2 separate regions of the Mus musculus genome follow, and region 2 is linked to region 1. The links are chromatin contacts, called in public promoter capture Hi-C maps. All regions are on one chromosome and are shown on one strand. The core of a region is the stretch at or near the end of the contact, and the rest is flanking DNA. Distances in the headings are between cores, read along the strand shown.

Evidence for each region. Capture Hi-C pulls out chosen DNA fragments and counts their contacts.
Region 2: a contact with region 1 is called in a promoter capture Hi-C map of adipose tissue. The contact joins two enhancer-like sites. A contact is called at or near these places in 3 of 39 promoter capture datasets (the C10 cell line, cranial neural crest and frontonasal cranial neural crest), 7 of 484 Hi-C or Micro-C datasets (astrocytes, brain, embryonic stem cells and 3 more), 6 of 115 datasets of contacts at active chromatin or transcription factors (astrocytes, craniofacial prominence, embryonic basal ganglia and 3 more) and 3 of 9 other capture datasets (adipose tissue, macrophages and pancreatic islet).

The regions. Positions count from the first base shown.
Region 1 is chr5:66,870,096-66,876,403 of GRCm38.p6, reverse strand. The region is part of intron 2 of Limch1 (LIM and calponin homology domains 1); the gene reads right to left. Among named protein-coding and RNA genes, the nearest start is that of Gm52776, 21 kb to the left of the region's middle. Within about 2 kb of position 4,148, at least 11 of the 459 cell types and tissues checked have an H3K27ac peak or open chromatin away from gene starts, as enhancers often do. A contact at or near this core is called in adipose tissue, where this site is marked.
Region 2 is chr5:66,976,981-66,983,001 of GRCm38.p6, reverse strand. All of the region lies in intron 8 of Limch1 (LIM and calponin homology domains 1), which reads right to left. Among named protein-coding and RNA genes, the nearest start is that of Gm33040, 19 kb to the left of the region's middle. Within about 2 kb of position 3,316, at least 105 of the 459 cell types and tissues checked have an H3K27ac peak or open chromatin away from gene starts, as enhancers often do. A contact at or near this core is called in adipose tissue, where this site is marked.

The DNA.
Region 1 (6,308 bases), core at 2,899-5,398:
TGGTCATTGTATTTCATCACAGCAATAAGAACCCTAAATAAGAAACACATTGTGACCCATAGGTCAAGAAGGCCAGTCCACTGTTAATGTATGCAACAAGTATCTGTTGAGCAGCCGTGATGTTGGCTCTGAAGCTGGGTGTGGGATACAAAAGAAATTAGGGAAGACCCAGGGCTCTACCTCAGTGTATGCTCATTGGTGGATTTAAGAGCCATGGGAAGTCAGGGACTGTGCTCATATACACTTCACTGTCACAGTGTCTATGCACAGCCACCACGTGTTAACATGTGCAGCATATAGTCCAGGAAATACAGTTCATAGAGAATAACAAGCTGTTGGGCTTCTTAAAAAAAAAAATACTGAACCGGAAATGATACCAATGTTCCGACCCAACCACAGACTGCCTTTAATCACACTCTGCCTCCCCGTGTGCAGTATGTGGTGACCTCCCAGTCACTGCCTCGGCCTTGCCTCCTATTTATAAATACAAAGTGAAGGCCCTTTTTTATACTTACCACACATACACACACACAAAAAAAAAAAAAAAAAAAAAAAAACAAACCAAAACCTATCTCCAGTCAAAAACAAAAACAAAAACAAACAAACCAAAACCTATCTCCAGTCTTTGGCCTAGGAGAAAGAACTTAGGTTTCTTTGTACCTGAGCCCTGAAAGGGCACAGAACTGTGTAGTGCTATAAAGATTCTGCCCAGACATGGTGAACTAGGCCACCAGACAGATTGCTATTAGATGATAATAGGAGTGTGAGATGTAAGATGTAAACGACTGTGTATTCAGGAGTATTGGACTTTGCAAATTATTCATTTCGGAGATCTAGTTATTGTAATTACCCTAGGGCTTGGGAGAGACCAGCTCTAGACAAGCCCAGGATGGGAAGTCCAAGCTTCATCTCACGGGAAGCCACTTTGTCCCTTACAACAATGGATTGTGTCATCGACTCATTAGCTTGGTTTGTACAGCTGCGACAAGGAACTCTGATGATAAAAATGGCCCATTTTAGGGTCCCCTTTCATTTGTCTCAAGAGTGTTTTTCTACATGGTTTCCCTGACAGCGTTCTGGGTTTGACTGTGAACCCTTGAATGAAGGCGTTTCCATTTCATCCACCGTGGCATCTGGTTTCAAGCCTAAGTATGTGATCAGTGTAGCCTTGACCATAAACCTGTTACAGATGTCATATGAAGTTTTCTTTGCAGAGTTGTCTTGGCAGAACCGGGAACATTTATAAGCTCTTGAGATTTGAAAATTAAAATGTCTAAAAAAGAGGGAAGAAGCAAAACCTGTACCAAGGGGGTGAGCAGGACACGGTTAGAATACAAGACAAGTTGCCATCATTAACACCAACATAATGTCTTTAGGGTGCTGTGTTTTGTCCAGAATGGATGACAGGTAGGCCACACTTAAGCTACCTGCCTTGAGCACACCCATGAATATCACAGGAGCTTTGGGAAGGTTTCTGTCAGCTTGGAAACTAGGAAGTTGGATCTGGGGCCCCGAAGTTGAGCGTATTTATTCTGACAGAACTCCTATACAAGAGTCTGTCCACTGACTCTCCAAACTTGCCTTCCTTTTTTCTTCCAGGCAGACTAAGCCACATTCTCCGGCCTCCTTTTTTATTCACTACAGAAATGGAATGGACTTTTGGACAATGGGGTTTGGGCAAAAATAATACAGCCCACCCAGCTCTAGGCCTCAAACCCTTACAGGCAGTTCTACTCTCTCTCTCTCCTCCATCCACTACTTCTAGCTGACTTCACCTCTACCCTTCTCTAACACCGAACTCAAATTGCACAAATGGAATCACATTTCTATAACTCGAAGCAACTATGGCGTAGTGCTTATTAGTGATAACAGTGGACCTCACATTAACTCTCCCTAGGAGGAACTCGTCTGATGAAAATGAGGCCTACGTGGCAAATTATACCCAAGAAAATCTTGTCCTCAGACATAAAGCCACCACATATTTTCCCTTGGATCTTTAGATCATATAATCTGCAATCACGGGAAGGAGTAGAAAGCATCTTTCTGCGGCTCCGATTTGATTCATTTTCCAACTCTTGCCAGGCATCTTTCACACAGCCGTTCTGGCTGTCTGGATGCTATGGGATCTGGGGATGAGGAGGGCCCACATAAAATAATCTGGATAAGGAAAGTCCCTAACCAAGGTCAAGGCACACATCTGAGGTCAGAGCTCACACTGATGAAGTTGGGATCACAAGCTCTACTTCTTAAGTTCTTTCCTATCATCCTTTATTTTAAAAAATATCTCATTAATTTTCTGAGCATTCCGTACAATGGGTCGCGATCACGTTAACACAACAGCGCTCCACATCCTAACTCTTCTCAGATCTACCCCCTCCTTCGCCCCCCCCCACAACTTTATGTTTTCCTTACAATTTTTTTTATTTTAAAAGTAATCCACCTGGTCCAATTTGTGCTTCCAAATAATCATAGGAGTGGGACCATCCACTGGACATGCTAACCTACTGGAGGCCACGCCCTTAAAGTAAAGTGACTCTCCCCGCCCCCCCCCCCAGACGCCTTCAGCGGTCAGTAGCTCCTCAGATGGGGTGGAGTCTCATGAGCCCCTCCCACTTCACGCTAGAATGTTGATTGGCTTGGTCTTGCCACCCTGACCTCCAGCTCTTACAGTCTTTCCATCCCCTCCCTGGCCTTGGGTGAAGGGGTGGTGATACAGATGTCCCATTTATAGCACTCCACGTACTTCCATTTCTTTTGCACTCCAACAAATAATTTGCAGCCCCCACCCTAGTAAGTCCATGAAATCCATGCTTCTAAAACTCCAGCTTTAGCCCAGATCATTCCCTCTTCCAAATGACTTCTTGGTTTCCCTGTGTTGCAGGATACATACCCTCTGAGCTGCATTTTTTTTTTTTTTTTTTTGTAAACCTGACCAAAACTGGAGTCACCTGAGAAGAAGAAACCTCAATTGAAGAATGGCCTCCATCAGGTTGGCCTGTGGGCATGTCGTGGGGAGGGGGAGGTAATTTACTTTCTTGATTAATGATTCGTGTGGAAGAGCACAGCCCACTGTGGGTAGTATCATTCCCCTGGGCAGGTGAGGTATATAAAAATGCAAGCTTAGCAAGGAAGCAGTGTTCCTTCATGGTCTCTGCTCTTGTTCCTTCCTCTGGGTTCTTGCTAGAGTTCCTGCCTTGGCATCCCTCAATGATGGACTATAACCTGTAAGCCAAATAAACTCTTTCTTCCTGAAGTTACTGTTGGTCGGTGTTTTATCACAGCAACAGAGAACCAAACTAATACACCATCCAAAAGCCTTTACCTAGTAATCAAGCCTTCATTCTCCCAGTCTTTGCCACCAAGACTTCTTCTCAAGGTCTCTTCTGCTCTTTCTAAGTTACCAATTTGAGATGGCACACATGATCAATGAACTGTGAAAACTGGCAACATAGGAACAGACTTCAGGGTAGCTTAAACAGAGTGAGTATTAACGTACCACCGACACGGGCAATGATACATGTAATCACTGTGGTGCTATGTAGTAATTATGCATTAATGACTGCAATTAGTGTTTCTTTCGCAAAGCAAAATGCTTGGTTCTTGCCATGCTCACTGTCAGGAGGGTGGAGAGAAACCTCAAAGAGTGAAACCACTGTGCTCCAACTCAAAAGGCTTACGTGCCCATCCCAAGGTCGGTAAGTGGGCATCACTAGGCCCCCAGTAGTCTCCTTCCATAAAGGAGTCCTCAGAACCAAAGGCCCTCAAGATCCCAAGAGTAATAATAGGAATCACCAGAAACAAATCCCAACTCTAACTCACGATTGAGGTTATTTAAGTAGTCAATAACCAGGAATCTACATTTCCCCCTCTGAAAATGGGGACAAAAACACCAGCTATTCATAGTCACAATGCAAGAAAGGTGTGGAATGAAGCAGCATAGTTGGCATAGGCTATATGCCATATAATATATAGTACATATATATTATTTATAGTATATATATATATATATATATGCGTCTCATAGTGTACACAGCATTGTCATTTCCTCCAAGCCAGTTTCCACCCTGCCTCCCACAGGTGGAAGTCTAATGCGTCAACCATTGGCTCCATTCTCCTGCTAGGCATCCTGCCCAGGTTAGCAATAGGCTGGAGAGATAAAGAACAGAGAGCGCAAATGAGCTCATATGAGTTCTCTACATGGGTGTTGTCTCTGAACAGGGTGGAAGGCAACAGAAAAGCTGGGGGAGGGAGGAAGGAAGGGAGGATGCCCACAAGGGGAAGCAGAAAGGGCTGTGAGGACAAATACAGCTACACTGGGGCTCCATCTTTCTGCCAAAGGCTAGCCGAGGTTTAACTCTTCTAGGTTTCATAGCCTCACCTTCCTTGGATTTCTGAGGAGGAAGGGAGTGGGGAGAGGGTATCAGGGCTGCAGAGGACCTTTCTGTTTTGGAAAGGAGAGATGCCGCTGTGTTGTGACCAGTTGGAATTGTGAATCTACTTCCTAGTCATTCCACGTATTATTTCCATACACACCCCTTACGAAGCCCTGACGCATTCGTGGGACTGGGTTCAGCCACAGAGCTGCCACAGATGTGGACAGTGGGAGGGGCACAAAGGACAAGAGAACACTTAACTCTTTGGGGATGTAACCTACATTCTAAATGACTAATAAAGCCGAGACTATGGGAAACGGGAAGTACAGAGCAGGAACTTGAACTGTGAGTGAACAGAGGGGACAGGTGTAGGAAGCCCGCGTGTGTCTCCTCTGGCCGTGGGAGGGGAACATGGCATTACATATCTTCCTGTCAGAGCACTGAAGAAAAGAAATGAAAGCCTCCACCCATGCAGGTTCCATGTCCCAAACCACCGATCTCCTGGATAGAAACAGCCCAGGCTGTCAGATGCTCACAGGATGCTACTGAAATCTCTGCACTCAGCTAAAGCCCCTTCACAAACTGCTCTGATACCAATCTCACATCTTCACTCTGCCCCACCTTGTACATGCAGTAGTTCCCAGCCTACAAAGCACACAGAGACCCTTCCTGTGACTCAGAGCTTTCATAGACCTGCAGTTTTCTGTCTAACCTGACTTCATCAGAGCTGCGCCCCCAAGTCCTTTGCAGACTGATAAACTCCGACTCCTCCTTTACAATGCAGCTTAAATTTTTTTCTCTTCATTGACACATTCTCTAGGTAGAGACTATCACCCTCCATTATCAGATTCCAATATTTATAGATACTCTTTTGACCTCTGTACTTATCCCAAATCACAGGAAATCTGATTAATTAGGAAAAGAGCCCATATTCTCGGTAATCTTAGCTGGACTATAAAGACTAGTCCCCGGTAGGGCCTTAGTGATTGTTTGCTCAGTGTATTGATAAATAATTATCAAGTGTTAGGGAAGCCTTAAACATCAACTGGGAAACTACAAGAGACTGCAGTGAATCTCTATTCATTAACTTTGCGGTGGTGACCATAGTTAAATCGTGCTCTGAGGACCAAGATTAAAATTGGATCCAGGCAACCACATTTCAACAGGGTCATCTGCTAGAATGACCCTCAGGTCATTCTTAGCAACTATCATATCATTACATGGCTGTTGATTTGTGGAAGAGGGGTGGGAAGAGCAGGGTCTGTCCCAATTTCTCCCAAGGACAGTTGGAGGTTGGCTGTGCCCAAAGGAGGCAGCAACATCCCTGGGTTCTTTCTCTGTGATGTGTCATGAAGCAAACCAACTGGGTAAGGGTGAGTAGAAAGACACCAGGGCCAGCTTCCATTTCAGAGCACTTGTCCTTCTGCTTATGGGTTGTGCCCCAAAAGTGGAAAGGCTATGTTCTTGAAGCCAGGAGCTCTGCTAGGGAAGCAGTGGACACCGAATGTGTTGAGTCCTTGTTACTTGTGCTCTGTACACAAGACTACACAAGTCTGAGAGACTACACTATATCTGAATCAACCTACAGTACAATGTCATCAATAAAGTTATATAATACTAATGGAACCTTAGCATATCATATAGTCAACACCCAGAAAGGAATAGAATGGAATCAGAAGTACATCTAGATGACTTTTTAGACTTCTTGAAACAAAACAGGCTTAAATATGTATGTGTTATTAATGAAGCAGAATTCATAAAACCATTAAAAGTCTAAAATTAAGCTTCTTGCACAGCTGTTAAGATAATGTAGCCATCCCTAAAACTAATTTTAATCTTTTTTTTCCCTGAAAAAGAAACCCCAAGGCCATTAGCTTCCTTCCCTCTGTTACCCACCCACAACCCCTTGCCCTAGGAAAGCACTAATCTATTCTC
Region 2 (6,021 bases), core at 2,067-4,566, 110 kb before region 1:
GCAACTGTGCTTATGTGGTCTTCAAAGAATTTTGCATTCTTCCATTTAAAAGACCAGTTTCGTTCTGAAGTCCCAATATGGTTGGAACGTTTAATCCCCCATCACTGATTGCATTCCCAGTTCATAAAGATGACAAACAAATAAAAATAACTCGATTTCTACAAAAGCATACCTATTTTGTATAAGCTTTTTTTGAAAGATGATTAAAAGTTCTTGAGCTAAGGATGTAATAGACAAGCATATTGAAATCATTTGATTTCTAGAAAAAGTGTACCTATTTTGTAAGAGCTTTCTGAAAAGTTGATTTAAAGTTCCTGAACTGAGGATATAACATAGGGGCAGAGCACTTGCCTAGCATGCACATGAACACAAGTTCAATCAGTAGTACTGCAGCCCCCTGTACCCACCAAAATGTGCTTAAGGTAAGGCAAGATGGCTCAGTGGGTGAAGGAACTTGCTGCCCACAATGACAGCCTTTCGATTCCTGGAACCATGTGGTAGAAGGAGAAAATTGACTCCCACAAATTGTTCTCTGACCTTCATATGCACACTATAGCACACTTGCACTTGCACACGCACGCACACACACACAGGCAAACACACACAGGTATGGAAACACAAGCTAAATACATGTCTTAAAAATGTAAAGAATAAATTTGTCTTCTTCAAAGGCCAAACTCATGTCAGGAATGAAGACAGGAAGAATTGACCTGGCTGAAGACAGAGTCAGCAATTAGACAGTCTATTCTGGTTGACTAGTTGGTCCCCTGGCTGTTACTTTGTATCATATTGTTCCAATGGAGGTCATTACTTTAGTGACAGCAGATCTCCTTCTGTCTCATTTTTGGAAAATCGAAATATGCTTGATCATAGTCATAACACCTTCTCACTATTAGCCATTGCTCTTGTTGATCTAAAAAAAATCTCAAGATTTTAAATCAAATGTGTGTCTGATGTTTTGCTTCTCAATAAATGTATCATTAAAAGTATTAAATCCTGCCCTTAAAAGAGCTGCATACTCAACTCTTAGTCTTCTGCCTAGTCCCTCCCTAGACTGTGTTCACTTTCCTCCCTGAATTCTTAGTCGACATGTCTGGCAAAAATCAACTTGGATTGGTTAACTATTGCTATGAAGAACGGTTAGTAGAAAACAACAGATCACTGAATTGCTTCAGAGTCATTAAGCAAAACCAAATTGATTATACCGATGCTGGCCAGTGGATAATGAACATATACTATGTATAATTCCTGATAAGTAGTAATTCTAGCATTAAAATTGCATAGACTATGGCATGTATCCACTCATCCTCATTTTATCAAGTAGAAAGTCTAGGCCAATAAATTTGTACAAGGTCAAACAGCTAGTGCATAGATTCGAATACAAATCAAGGTAGGCTGGTTCCAGGGACTCTGTTCTATGACAATGAATAGACCATTGTGCTATTGACTGGACAAACAACAATGCCAGGAACAGCTTTGAAAGCAGAGCATCTTACAAAAAAAAGGCATTATCATGACTATGAGATCAGGAGAAAGGGAAGTAATTTGGTAACTAAATAAAGGGATTTTTTGTGAGTTGTACTTAGAATAGAGTTGTAAATTGCATTGCACAACAATATTCGGAAGACTGATGGTAGCAGAATGCTAATTCATCATACCTCACAATTTAGGTCAGCATTTAATATCTTACAAAGCCCTTTCAGTAGGAAGCACACACCTACATACCTCACATATTCTTGCACCCCAGTTTGGAGTCAGTCATCATTATGAACCAAGTCTAAGACTAAAACTCTTTCTACTTTTTGACCAGGAGGCCTGGGCTTTCATCTCTGAAAGAATTTGTTAAAATCAAAAGTAAGCATGTATGCAAATGGCCTTGCCAATATACAATGCCAATTTGAGCAGCGTGAATCTGGTACCTTCTATGCATCTTGCAAGCCCAGCTGGTCTGCAAATTCCCCAAGTGTTTCTTTTTAGGCTAGCTGCCCAGTGTGGCAGGACTCGTTTCAAGTGATCTCAATTTAGATATGTATGCTGAATAAAGTTTCTCTATCAATGGCCACTTCAAGATATTCCCGTCTCTGGAATATCTTTACTCCAACCGGAAAACTGTTACTATGAGTAATTCTTGCTCATTGTATGAATTCTTTAAATTGAGAGCTTTGTGGCCATCTCTGAGAGATGAAAAATGATGTAGATTATTGGCTGGCACTACTGACCATGAAGTAAAAAATGCATTGAAGGCAGATATGTAGAAGAATAGTCACAAGTATACACTTACCAAAAAGATTTCAATGACTTCTATTCTGAGTTACTTATTCCTTAAAAACAGCCTATTGCTAAACTCTGGTATATTTTTATTTTTTTTCAATAACCACAAATCTGAGCAGCTAATATGTAGACTGGTGACCATGAGAACTCTACAAACCAGGAATTACGGTGTCCATTTTGCATAGAATAGTAAGGTTCTTAGTTCAAGTTTTATGAACTTAGCTAAATGACTTTAAGTGTACATAAGCAGCAGAGCCAGGCTGTTTAGACTTGCATCTACTGGTAGGGTTGCAATTGATGGGTGGACACGTTTTACTAGAAGGAATATAACCCATTTGTAATTTAAAATGCAGAACCCTGGTGGGACCTGAGGGTACTTGGGAGGCTGAGTCAGGAAGATCACAAGGTCAAGATCTGCTGAGGCTACAGAGAAATGCAGAGCCAGTTTATAACCTGGCAACCCTGCCAGCCTCATGTTAAAAAAAAAAATGGAAAGAAGGAAAAGAAAAAGGACAGGAGAGATTAAGGACCCAGTGCATGGGATAGGGCAGAGAAAATGTTTGTTTTAGCCTGTCTAAGGTTTCTTTATATTTTTCGAAGCATATGAGTCATGGTTAAAACTAACGAATGGAGGAGGAGAGCTGGGGAGTGAGCTCTGTAGCTGAGCCCTTGCTGCACAAGCAAGAGGACCTGGCTTTAAGTGTGCCGCGCCGCCTTAAGGGGAAGTGACTATACACTTGCCTTTAAGTGGGAGCTACGCTAACTCAGTGCTGGGGTGAGGGGCAGAGACAGGGGGCACCAATACAATACACACGATATTCTCCTCTGGCCTCAGCATGCTTAAGAGCACACACACACACACACACACACACACACACACACACACACACACACACACACTATAAATATACTAAGGGAGAGCTGGCATCCCCTTTCACCCCCTTCTACTTGGCAATGAGTAGCCAGCTTGGCTTGGCAGTGAGTTGGTTCTATTCAAAGAAACTGGGCTCTCCAGAAAGGCCTGTTCGTTCTCTTGGGAACGTCACGGGCAACATCAGAAACCTCCCCGTTACCCTGTCTCCAGGCACGGCAGACACATCCAGAGTCACCCGGGTCATGCCTGTCTGGTCTCTAGACTGGGGGATCTGATGAAAGAAGCAGGGAGCCAGCATCTGGTAGAGAGGGACAGAAGAGTATGTGGCTGGCACCGGGCTACATCTGCTCTCCCTCTGAAGATTTCTAAAATGTCGATTGTCCCCTGGAGAGTTGTCTCTCCTCTGTCATTAATTACTACGTGGTCGGGAACGTCCACAGACTAGCAGGATCAGTGAGTGATGAAACACATGCAAATAATTAGGAAAGAAGTACAGTCACGTGAAACCTAGAATCCAGTTACAAAATTCACTTCTCCAATGGGAAACACCAAATAAGAGAACACAAATCTCCATGGTATTTTAATTTAAGGGGAAGTGAATCTTGGTTCTTATTTTACCCTCTTTTAAAAAAAAATCTGGCTTCTTTTGCAGAATCTTATGGGGGAGGCTTAATTAAGTTAACATGGTCATAAAATAAAATAGAACAAAAAGCAGTTTATATACTTTTTAAAAATTTCTATGGAAACTCTAATAAATATTAACTGCCACACATTTATGGAGAAGTCCTACGTTCTGTTCCTTGATGCTTAGATAACCTCCTGATTTATTTTTTCACAAGTAGTGTGGATCCTATAGGCTTCTAACATCATGTGTACATGCCTGTACCTTTGCTCTGTGTGCACATTGGCTTAAAAGTAATGCAACTAGGCATGTGGGGATCCCAGGGAAGGAGACAGAAATGTGGCCTGGCTTTAAAGGTTGGCCCCTCCCGTTACTGTGTATGCCCCTTTCTTGTACAGCACTTCCTGGACAAACAGTCTTTCCCAATTGAGACACTGCCCCTTTATCTTCTAGCTAGGTCCAAAACTATGACAGCCAGAATCCATCTGGATGTCAAACAAGAGACTTGGGGTCAAAGGCTTTGAGAGACATTGGTGTAGTTCAGTGATTTATAGTCTTACTTTCCACACAAGGGGAGTCCTTGGGTTTTTGTTTTTTGCTTTTTGTTTGTTTTTGTTTTTCCTTCATGATTTGCATTTCATTCCAGTTAAGCAACTTTCTGCCACATTAAAAACAGAACCTTAAGTGTGGGTAAACGTAGAATGACTGTCAAGACTACTGTGCCTTGTAACAAAGTTAAGTGACAAAATGTAGGTATGCTGGGCTGGTGGCATGTGCATGTGGCATGTGTATGTGGCATGTGCATGTAGCAGGTGCATGTGGTATGTGTGTGCATGTGTATGTGGCATGTGCATGTGGCAGGTTCATGTGGTATGTGTGTGCATGTGTATGTGGCATGTGCATGTGTATGTGCCATGTGTGTGTTTCATATGTATGTGGCATGGTGGATGTGCTTTTAGGAGTGAACTAGAAACTGAGAACTTGTCTGCCAAATGAGCTTGTCATGGTGACTAGAAGAGATACACGGTGTTGCTATTGGGGACAGTCTCTAGGAATATTTATAGCTGTTTATCAACATGATTTTAAATACAATACTGTGTGAGAAAGTCTGAGGTGTGGTGACATTAACAAACCTGCACACTTCTGCTTCGTAGTTAATTTTTTTAAAAGTTAAATCAGATAACAGCAAACATGTATGTAAGCAAAAATGACTACCTAAATATAATATCTTCCACCAGAACCACATTGTAAACTATGACTCTATGTTTATATATTGAATGAGAATCTTTATGAAAGAATTCAATATTTAATTATAAAAGGTGCTTTCCAGTTACCATGTAGCACTGGTCACTTACAAAACTCCCGTCTTGTACTGGACCTTGTCCCTGGCATCTTCTTGTTCACCCTTTGGCTAAAAGATTCGCAGATATGATAAAATAAAAGTATGTGCGTCAAAGATGTGGAGAGTTGATTTTTTGTGTTCACGCTCTTATCTGTATAACTTAGTAATATTTTCACTGTGTTCCAGCCTTGAAGAGGGGAGACAGAGAAGTTGAGAAAACAGTACATGGTGATGAGATGTTATTCATTTCTGTTTCAGCTTCTCTGGCTTGGTCTCTGGGGTAGGTAGATGCTTGAAGGATACAGGAAAAGTATATTTCCAACACAGTCAAAGAATATTTGAATATTCAGGATATAGTATGATATTATTCTTCATTATTTCAGATAATTGCTTATAATGCAAGAAGGATTTTAAATCAAATTTCTAGTATTTAGTAGGACTACCACAAATAGAGAAGAAATAGATTCTGTGTTTTTTTTTTTTCCTTCGAGACAGGTTTTTTCTGTATAGCCCTGACTGTCCTGGAACTCACTTTGTAGATCAGGCTGGCCTCGAACTCAGAAATCCACCGGTCTCTGCCTCCTGAGTGCTGGGATTAAAGGCGTGCGCCACCACACCCAGCAAGAAATAGATTAGTTTTGTGAATTCTTTTAAAACAACAAAAGCTATCCTACAATTAAATATATAAAAGTCAACCCTGGATATTTCAATTAAATACTAGATCATGGAAATAACCACATAAGAAACATATAGAGAAATACATGTGTGAAATCAGATGTATCAATATAGACAAAGTACCTGAATCTGGCTGCCACGTCAACTCTGACCAGCTCTATAGATTACGTACTCTCGTTGCTATGGTGTGAATATAAACTGCCCCCAGAATCTCTACTGGCTTTTGTGTTTGTTGAT